2 separate regions of the Sus scrofa genome follow, and region 1 is linked to region 2. The links are chromatin contacts, called in public promoter capture Hi-C maps. All regions are on one chromosome and are shown on one strand. The core of a region is the stretch at or near the end of the contact, and the rest is flanking DNA. Distances in the headings are between cores, read along the strand shown. Region 1 holds the start of LYST (lysosomal-trafficking regulator). Region 2 holds the start of NID1 (nidogen-1).

Evidence for each region. Promoter capture Hi-C pulls out the DNA fragments that hold promoters and counts their contacts.
Region 1: a promoter capture Hi-C map of liver shows a contact between it and region 2, with 2.5 times the contacts expected there. The contact joins the promoter of LYST here to the promoter of NID1 in region 2. A contact is called at or near these places in 1 of 5 promoter capture datasets (liver) and 3 of 47 Hi-C or Micro-C datasets (embryonic fibroblasts and liver).

The regions. Positions count from the first base shown.
Region 1 is chr14:55,430,403-55,435,463 of Sscrofa11.1, forward strand. LYST (lysosomal-trafficking regulator) reads left to right here and starts at 2,761. Exons shown (of 54, transcript XM_021073151.1): 1 at 2,761-3,296.
Region 2 is chr14:55,235,533-55,240,736 of Sscrofa11.1, forward strand. NID1 (nidogen-1) reads left to right here and starts at 3,795. Exons shown (of 20, transcript XM_021073758.1): 1 at 3,795-4,444. The coding sequence starts at 4,220.

The DNA of each region.
Region 1 (5,061 bases), core at 1,511-4,010, 190 kb after region 2:
GTATATAAGGCGTTTTGGAATCTGCCCCCAAGGTTTAAGCCATTTTTGATATGAGTCTGTATCCCAGAAAAGTGTTTAACTAAATGATTGAAACCTGTCTTCCAAATGAATCATTGGCACCCTGTTCATGAACAAGGGCCTCCAAATTCCTAATAGGCACAAGATTGTTTTGCTTCCAGAAAGCTTTCAGGAAGAAAACACTAATCCAGCACACCAAGCTGTGATAGGTGCTCATACAGCAGTAGAAGTAAAGGAGGCAGGAAGCATCAGGATAAATGCAAGCAAACACTTCCTTTAGTCTTCACAGGTATTCAAAATACTTTAGGACTTTTTTTGTGTGCTACAAGGTGAAACAAAGCTAACAAACCTTTCAAGGTAAAGAGAATTTTTTTTCCCCTAGGGACATACATTGGTGGTGACTTTATTATCTCTTAGCATTCAGACAGTTTTTGAGTTGGAAAGATAAAGAACTTTCTCTCAGTGCCTTTGACCCTTACGTCTCTGTTGGGTGTGTGTCACTGAGCTAAACTAGAACTGACCCAAGGATGGTAAATAAAGTCAAACTACCCTCGTTGCACTGAGTGTAGCTGGAGGAGTCCCAGACACGGCCCAAGCAGCAACAGACATTGCAAGCAGGGGTTGCAATCACGACTCATTGAAAAGATACTTATCAAGAGCCGAACACATACATGGCACATAAAATATTAAACTACATTTGCAACTATCTGTTTAGGAACCAATTATGAAGACTGTGCCAGGTACTTTAGTGTTTAGCCAGGCATGGAAATTGAGAACCGTAAGTAATCCGATAATACCTATTATAAATATTCACTTTAACAGCCATTGTTCCAAACTCCACCGTGATGTTATAATATGAATTTGTTTAACTGTAATTGGTGTCTGGAATATAACCTAATTAATATCAATTTCTAAGTACAGTAATAGCACTGAAAGTTCTGAGCAAATACATGTAATACATAATAGTAATTCAACAAATACTTATCGCACATCTGTATAGTCTATATATGTATCATACACACATGTGTGCGCGCGCACACACACACACACACACAGAGTAGCCTAGTAGGTAGTTAAGAGCTTGCAACTGCAAGTTAAACTGACCAGTGTTATCATTTAAAAGCAATATGACAAACAAACTGATGGTTACCAAAGGAGAAAGGATTGAGGGAGGGACAAATTAGGAATTTGGGATTAGCAGATACAAACTACTATCTATAAAATAAACAAAGTCCTACTGCACAGTGCCTGGAACTATATGCAATAGCTTGTAATAACCTATAATGGAAAAGAATTTGAAAAATAATAGATATACATGTATATGTATAACTGAATCACATTGCTGTGCACTAGAAACTAACACAACTTTGTAAATCAACTCTACTTCAATAAAATAGATTTTTTTTTCTTTTTTGGCCACACCCATGGCATATGGAAGTTCCTGAGCCAGGGATTGATTCTGAGCCACAGCTGTCACCTATGCCATAGCTGTGGCTATGCTCAATTCTTAACCTGCTGCACCACAATGGGAACTCCTAAAATAAAACTAAAAAAAAAAAAAAAAAAAATACATATATATATATAAATATATATATATATATATACACACACACACAAATAATTGAGAGGAATAAAGCAACTACTTGAGAACTTAAAAACTAATTGAAAAAATAAATAAATTTTTAAAAAATCAAAAATAAATATATGAAAGAAGTGCAGGGAGTTTCTGTCATGCCTCAGCAGAAAAGAATCTGACTAGCATTCATGAGGATGTGGGTTCGATCCCTGGCCTCGCTCAGTGAATTAAGGATCTGGCATCGCTGGGAGTTGTGGTGTAGGTCAAAGATACGGCTTGAATCTGATGTTGCTGTGGCTGTGGCGTAGGCCAGCAGCTGCAACTCAGACTCAACCCCTACCCTGGGAACCTCCATATGCTGCAGGTGGGGCCCTAAAAAGTAAAAAAAAAAAAAAAGTGTGGCATTGAACAAGTCTCAGATTTCTTATCTATAAAATAAACAAATGTTTTTTATTATTAATAATAAAATATTAATCCAGAAATCCATAATAGGCATGGGATTGAAAATATGAGAGTATTTGTAATCAAATTTTTATAAAAAATAATAGGAGTTCCTATTGTGGCTCAGCGGTAACAAATCTAACTAGTAGCCATGAGGATATGAGTTCAATCTCTGACCTCGCTCAGTGGTTAAGGATCTGTCATTGCTATGAGCTGTGGTGTAGGTCACAGATGCAGCTCGGATCCCTCATTGCTGTGGCTATGGTGTAGGCTGGCAGCTGCAGCTCTGATTTGACCTCTAGCCTAGGAACTTCCATATGCTGTGAGTGAGGACCTAAAAAGCAAAGATAGATAGATAGATAAATAAATAAATACAAAAAGAATAACAGCAGAAGAAAAAAAAAAAAAGAGAGAGGGAGAGGCAGATGTCAGCACAAAAGAAGGGCAGAAATACTACACTACGAGTTTGGTGAAAGTGGCAGTGGCTTGGTGTTTAGTTTGTTTCTATGTCCTCCAAGTGGCTGCAGAATTCTCAAAACAAGAGTGATGATGCTCCTTGCAAACATAGGCCCTCCCCCTCTGCCAGAGAATCAGAGCACTCTGACTCACAGAAGCCACCACAAAATCACTAACTGGAAAGCCCTGCTGCAGCTCCACTGCAAAGAAATTGAACTTGATTTGCCAGATACGCCACGTGATCCAAGCAGGGCCTCCTGCCAAAGAGCCAGAGGGAGAGGGCCACTTGCCTTCCTGGGAGCACAGACCGCCTAGCCTCATCACCAAACGGAGAGGCAGCAGAGGGCTTTACAAGAAGTCATTTCCAATGATGATTTGGCTTTGAAAAGGGTGGCTGCAGTGCCAGCGTGTTTGGTGCATTGCCTCTTTGGGCTGAGGATCCATTCTTCCCACGGAGAAGTTGTGTCATGAGGTTCTTGTGGTGCATAAAGCTACCCTTCCCCATCTGCTCCTGCAGCTTCCTCTGGTGACATCGGAAAGGCTGCAGGGTTCGCCATTGCCATCTAATGGGGCTTCAGGCTGTTCAACTCAACTGTGCATGCTCTGATAATGCCAGGAGAATGATGCAACCCTAAGTCAGCTGAACAGAAGCCGGAAGTTAACTGCAAACAAGTGACCCAGCTTGCATAACAACATGGTCCTCCAGTTTCACTGCAGCAAGAGTAGATGGCTGCTAATTAGCCGGCAGTGAAGATGCCTACAGAGTGATGACAACAAGGAAGAGTTCCTGGCTCCCTGGAAAAAGGTAATCACCTTACAGATAGGATTCAAGTGTTTCTGAGACACCCACCCTCCAGTGGCAGCCAAGTGTGTGGACAGCTTTGGTGGGCAGGCTAGGTAAAGGCTGAGAGCTGTAGGACCACCAGGGAAGGGGATAAGCAGATGAACTCCTGGCCACCCAGGTGCTCTCAGGAGCTGCTTCCTGCAGACTGCTTGCTCTGAGAGGAAGGAGAAGGAAGATACCTGTCTGGAATGGGCTGAGCCAATGACCCTCAATGGAGAGATTCCAGCTGTCATTCTTGGATGTCAGTACAGTGAGGTTGTTCATCCTGAGCACAGCACAGGTGTAAGGACTCACACAGTAAGTGGGTGCTGATGGGCTCCCCTGGGGTGTTATTAGACAAGGTGCATCAACCCAATACAGTCAAGAGGTACTTCCTCTCTCACCCCTCACTGCCAGCCCTATCTAACCCTTCAGCCTCTATCATATTCCTGCTCTATGATAAGAAGAGCTCAAGTGCTACTATTTAGGAGGCTTTAGACTGGTCTAGGAGGAGAAGGGAGACAGCATAGAGCTAAGGATGGAAGTGGCGAATTATGAAGGGATAAATAAGAAATTCTGTGGCTGGAGTGGTGGGGGAAGGGAAAGACTGTGAATGAGATTAGAGGGAAAGCTCGGAGAAACCAGAATGCCTGCCAGATGGAGAGAGGTGCTGAGCCTAGGATGGAAGTCAGGGGTTTAGAGATTGGGATGGAAGAACAAGCCCAAGTAGGGTTGAGCAATTGTTCTGAGCCAGGAGACTGGAAGAGCTTGGGAGTGGGTCAGCCTGGCTGGGGAGGTGGATGAAGAAGATGAAAAGAGAGAAGTGGATGAAAAGACAACTCCATCTACTCAGAAGCCCAGTAGCCTTGTCTGATTCTGCTCCATGAAGCTTCTCACCCCCCACTTCTGGCTGGTTCCCACATTCTGCTCAACAGCCCTCTCTGTTCCCATGACTTCTCCATTTGGGTCCTCATCATCTTTCTGAGACAACTTCCAGAGTCTCCCCACCAGGCTCCCTGCCTCTAGTCTCTCTCCCCTCCAATCCATCCCTCACACAACTTCCGAACCTTATCTTTTCAAAATGCAAGCTTGGTCACATCCCCAAACTTAAAGGACTCCAGTGGCTTCCCACTGCCTGCAGAAAAAAAACCCCAAACATCTCGCCTGGCATGTAGGAGGCTTCCAGATCCCCCCTCACCCTGTCATTGGAGCTTCAACTCTTGTAACTTACCTGCAAGTACCCAGTCCCCCAGATAATCTGTGGTTCTTGAATATTACCTTGTAATCGCCTTCCTACTTCCCAAAGTTACTCCCTCAGCCCAGAATACCCTTTCCTTCTGTCCCGCCTACCAAACCTCTTCTCATTTTTCAAGACAAAACCACCTCCTCCGAGAAGTCTTCCTCATACTCCTCCCTCTGGATTACAGTGAATTGTTCTGTCTCCTAGTCCCTGTGTGTGTTAAAATATATAAAGTCTAACATTTGCCACTATAACCATATTAAGTGTATAGTTCTGTGGCATTAAGTATATTCACATTCATTGTGCAACCATCATCACCATCCATTGCCCGAACTTTTTCATCCCCTCTCAAACTAATACTCTGTCCCTGTTAAACAATGACTCATTATTCCCCCCTCCAGGCTCTGAAAACCATCATTCTACTTTCTACCTATGCACTTAATTACTCTGTCTCATATAAGTGGAATCACATATTTCACTTTGTGCCTGGCTTCTTTCATTTAGCAT
Region 2 (5,204 bases), core at 2,545-5,044:
CCTTTGGGGAAACAGACAACTGACCTATTTTTCCACTCAATTGCCTGGACATGTGTCTGAATAAGCCACATTGAAAGATTACCTTGGTTTCTTACAGATAGAGCCTGCTTCCTAAATTTTATCTTGTCTCATCCAACCATGGCAGCCTGTGAAGGAGCGTATGTCTCGAAAGCGTAGGGCTTGATTTAAACCGATGTCATCATGTAATTGTGGCTGGCTATACTACTGCAGATATCAAATGATTCTTAAAAATACTGTTGAGGAGTTTCCTCACGGCCTAGCAGTTAAGGATCTGGGGTAGTTATTGCAGTGGCTCGGTGTTGCTGCTGTGGCATGTGTTCGACCTCTGGCCCAGGAACTTCCACATGCCGCAGGTGCAGCCAAAAAAAAAAGTACTATTGAATTCTCAAACTGTTGAGTTTTATTAATGTGCACACAGCACTGGTCACAGCATTGTGACCTTTGGAAAAGAAATAAACACATGATCCTTGTCCCGAAGAGCTTACATCTCGGAAAAAAGCACATAACACAACTAGAGAAAAACACCTCGCTATTAAATACACTTAGAAAATGACCAGCGTGGGAGTTCCCTAGCAGCCTAGAGGTTAAGGATCTGGCATTTTCCCTGCTGTGGCACAGGTTCGATCCCTGGCACGGGAACTTCTCCATGCCACAGTGTGGCCAAAATAAAATAAAGTGACCAGAGCAAAATATGATCTGGGAACTTCCATATGCCATGAGTGTGAATGAAAAAAAATGTAATCAAATATCATGTGATGAAGATGATCACAGTAAATATACTTGCAACTATAAATTCTAAAGGAGTGGCTGGCACCCAGCCCACATTGTCCTAGCAGGAGGCATAGCACCAGGCAACCTGTAGTAAGTACAGGGCTATAAATAGGAAATGACAGATTGTTTACAGTATATACTAAAGACAATACTAATGAAATTAGGAAACAGAAGCATATGTAAAAATAGAGCATGAACACTGTATATAAACAAGGGAGCAAATACATTTTGTGGATAGAAATCAAAGGAGAAAGTTCTCCTTCTACAGAAAAGCAGGAGGGGGAGTTCCCGTCATGGCTCAGTGATTAACCAATCCGACTAGAAACCATGAGTTTGCAGGTTTGATCCCTGGCCTTGCTCAGTGAGTTAAGGATCTGGCATTGCTGTGAGCTATGGTATAGGTCACAGACGCGGCTCAGATTTGGCATTGCTGTGGCTGTGGTGTAGGCCGGCAGCTACAGCTCTGATTAGACCCCTAGCCTGGGAACCTCCATATGCTGCGGTAGTGGCCCTAGAAAAGGCAAGAAAAAAAAAATGCAGGAGGGTTCGGTAGAAAGAACATTAGTTTGGTTCCAAATCCTGGCTCTTCCACTAACTGTGAAACCGGGTGCAAAAATTTTGCAAATCTCATTTCCCCTATCTTTGCTATAAAACTACCAGCTGTGCAATCGTTACTAGTATTAAATTCGCATCTACTGTTGCTATCCGTGTATGGGTTAAACATGCCACTATGTAATGTTGTGTCTGTCTAGAAAAGGGATTATGAGCTAATGATCTTTATATCTCGAATTCCTAATAGAGGGTCTGACTCAAAGTGGATTCTTAGTAAATGCGGAAATAGTGCAAATCATGAAAAATATACATTTAGAGAATAATGATTTTTTTGTTTTGTTTTGTTTGCTTTTTAGGGCTGCACCTGCGGTGTATGGAAGTTCCTAGGCTAGGGGCTGAATCTGAGCTGCAGCTGCTGGCCTATGCCACAGCAACGCCAGATCCAAGCTTCCTTTGCAACCTATACCACAGCTCATGGCAACTCAGGATCCTTAATCCACTGAGTGAGGCCAGGGATCAAACCCTAATGGATACTAGTCGGGTTCATTACCACTGAGCCACAACAGGAACTCCCAATAATGACAGCTTTACTACTAGCCAAGTACTTAACGTTGTGCTCAGCTCTGTGCTAGGAGTATTTCATGGATCGTCTTAATTCTCATAACAATCCTTTGACTGTAGAAAGGAACAGCCCTTGCAAATGAGGAGGTCATAGAAACCTGCCCAGGTTCACAGGGTGAGTAGTAAAAGCAGAGCCCAGGCCTCAGCCAGCCTGGACTCCAGGCTACTGTGAACAGGCTATGTGGGGAACTGCTCTTGCTTCTGCATTAGCTGAGTAAAGTTCCATGGACCAATAGGAGTTTCAGAAGCCATCTGAGTACTAAAAAGGCAGAGAATTCGTGAGAGGGGTGAGAGCATTCCAGGACAGGCAATGGCTTCTGAGATGGCTCTGCTGTCAAGCAGAGGGTAGGAAGGAGGGGAGTGTCTGGGTGCAGGCGGGAGGAAACTGGCTGAGCACACACTGGAGCCCTGGGAGCCATGCAGGTGAGCAGAGAGGAGCAGATGTGCCTCTGCAGGGAGTTCTCTCTGTGGAAAAGGGCAGAGCTGGAGCCCAGAAACTCAGAGACAGACAGTGCAGCAGCTGAGGATACTTAACCGCACGGACTAGAGTCAAGAAGTGCTTCTGGAGCTGAACGGAGGAGGCTCTGAGCGAAGCAGTTCTGGGAGAGAAATGAAGGAAAAGCCACCGGATTTTGCAGCAGATTGCAGGCAGCATTAGTCACTCTTTAACATCAAAAGAAAGAAATGTAGCAATACTGAGGCTACCATGTAGTGGCTAAGGTCATCTTAGAGCTGGACCACCCTGGGTCCCATGCAGGCTTCCAGCTATGTGACTGTAGCAAAGTGATTTAACCTCTCTGGGCCTCTCTGTCCCTCTTCTATAAATGGGGGATGGCTTTGTGATTGCAAAACGATGGTGCATTTCACTGGCTTTTTCTTCACATTTTCTCCTGGTTCAGGACTCCTGCTCCCTAAATATTATAGAGAATTTGCTATTATTAGAAAAATTATCCCAAACTGGGTCCCAGGCCCTTAATTTTAGCTGGTGAGAGGCAACGGAGGATACCCTGTTGATGCCTCCAAGTTAACAGGTCTGACATCAAACACCTATCCAAACTCTCAAAGTTGCAGCTCCCATTCCCCAACTTTAAAAGGCAGGAGAGGTTGTGCAATCCTCCAGGTTCAAAACTTTCCAGCCAGTTTAAACTTTCCTCCTTTCCCCTTCATTTCTTCCCAGTTTCCACCTTTTCTTTCCTCACTACTTTTTTTTCCCCTCTCAATGGTCCTCTGATGACCTCTGCCTCTTCTTTCAACCCACCGCTAAGTTAATGATCAACCCATTATTCAGGACACCACTTACATCACCTATCTTCCTTTGTCAAGAACACTCCCGCCAGTGTTAGAAGAGATCAGGTTCCTAGGTTTGATAGTAAAGGATTTACTTCAAACAGGACTCCTTCCCCCAAATTCTCAAGTGAGAGATGGCCCCTTGAATCCACCCAGAGCTCACGCCCTCCAGCTTCCAGAAAGTTCCTTCCCCAGACCCCTGGTGGAACTCTATCCCTTCCAGAAGACCTGGTTTGATTCCCATATCCCCAAAGTCGCTCTCCTGGACCAATTATTCCAGTCCTAATGGCACGTAGGGAGCACACCCCACATAACATTGAATAATGTCATACACTCAAGACTTTGTCTCTGCGTGTTGGCTCCTATTTCTGGCCGAACTTCCACTCAAGAGTTAAGAGAACGGATGGACGAGTAAATGGCCCTGCTCCCTTCTTGCTAATCCTCAGCACCCACTATCCCCTCTTCCTACCAGAGTCTGACCATGTGAGGGGAATCCGACCTCCGGACGCCGCCAAGCAGCGTGTCCCCGAATCCAGAGCATTTCCATGTTGCCGGGTCCCCATGACTTAGCCCAGACCCGAAGACAATGGTGAAGAGCTCAGCGCTCTGCTCCCACCTCCGGGAGGGGCCGTTCGATGGGAACTGGGTTAGTTTCAGGAACCGCGGCCACCAGTGCCCATTACCCCGCCGTGAACGAGGGCGCTTCAGCCACAACGGCGAGGGGATTCTGTGTCTCCCCTCGCCCTCCCCCTCACGGCCATTGGGTAGCCTCTGCTGCGCGCCCTGTGGACGGGGCGGGGCGCCTCTCCATCTCCCCTCGGTTCCCCTCCCCTCCCCTATTTCCCGGGGTGGGAACTTCGGGAGACCGGAGGCGTGGAGGGGTTGCTGAGGGGCGTCCGGTTACATCTCCGCCTTCCTCAGCCTCCGGCCGCCGACCCCTTGGTTTGCGGGACAGCAGTCCGGCAACATGTTGGCCGCAATCCGCTGGAGCCAGGCTGCGTGGACGCTGGCGCTGCTGCTGCAGCTGCTGCTGGCGGGGCCCGGGGGCTGCCTGAGCCACCAGGAGCTCTTTCCCTTCGGTCCGGGACACGGGGACCTGGAGCTGGAGGCCGGGGACGACCTCGTCTCCCCAGCCCTGGAGCTGAGCACAGCGCTCCGCTTCTTCGACAAATCCAACATCCACTCGATCTACGTGAGTGCGACCCCGGGCGGGAGGTGGGAGCAATCTGGGGGGAGAGCGTGGAAGGCTGAAGCGGCGTCGGAAGGAAGGCCCAGGCGGGCTGGGGGCGCCAACGAAGCCGGACGGACGTGGGCGTCGTGGGCGGGGACCGCGCGACCAGCTAGCCTCTGGGGCGCGGGGTGCGGCGCTCGGTTTCCAAGCCCCCGTGGGCTTTCCGCCTCCGCCGGGCCTCCGACGCCTCCCCGCAGCCTGTTCGCTGTCGCGAGAGGGGCACTCCGGTCTGGGGAGCTCGCCCCGTCGGCGCCACCCCGTGTGCGCCCTGTCTCACTCCAGGACCCCGCGACCCCACACTCTGGGACCCGGGCGGAATTTCCTCTCCCGCGGCTGTGGGCAGCTGCGCCCGCTGGGAAGCCCGTCCGCGTCTTGTCTTTGCCTTCTGCCTTTGAAGGAAAGGAGATGGTCTGGTTGGGACCAGGCGTGGGGCAAAGGCCAGAGCTAGGTCGCAGCTGGCGCGCGGGCCCTGGGACTCCAGTAGGTGCTGGGGCAGGAAAAGACCGCCAAAGCCGGCTCTCCGCCCCCGGGGAATTTAACCGACAGCCCGTGCATTTGTGTATGTGGACTCCGGATATGTCTTGGCAATGATTCTGCTCTCTGGTTGAGTTTTTTTTCACTCCAAAGTTCAGGGCTGGGAAAGCAGAGCGCCCTGGTGATCCAATTTCCTGTAGCCCAGCACTGTCACCATGGGGGCCCCAGAAGGGGAGCGGGCCTGAGC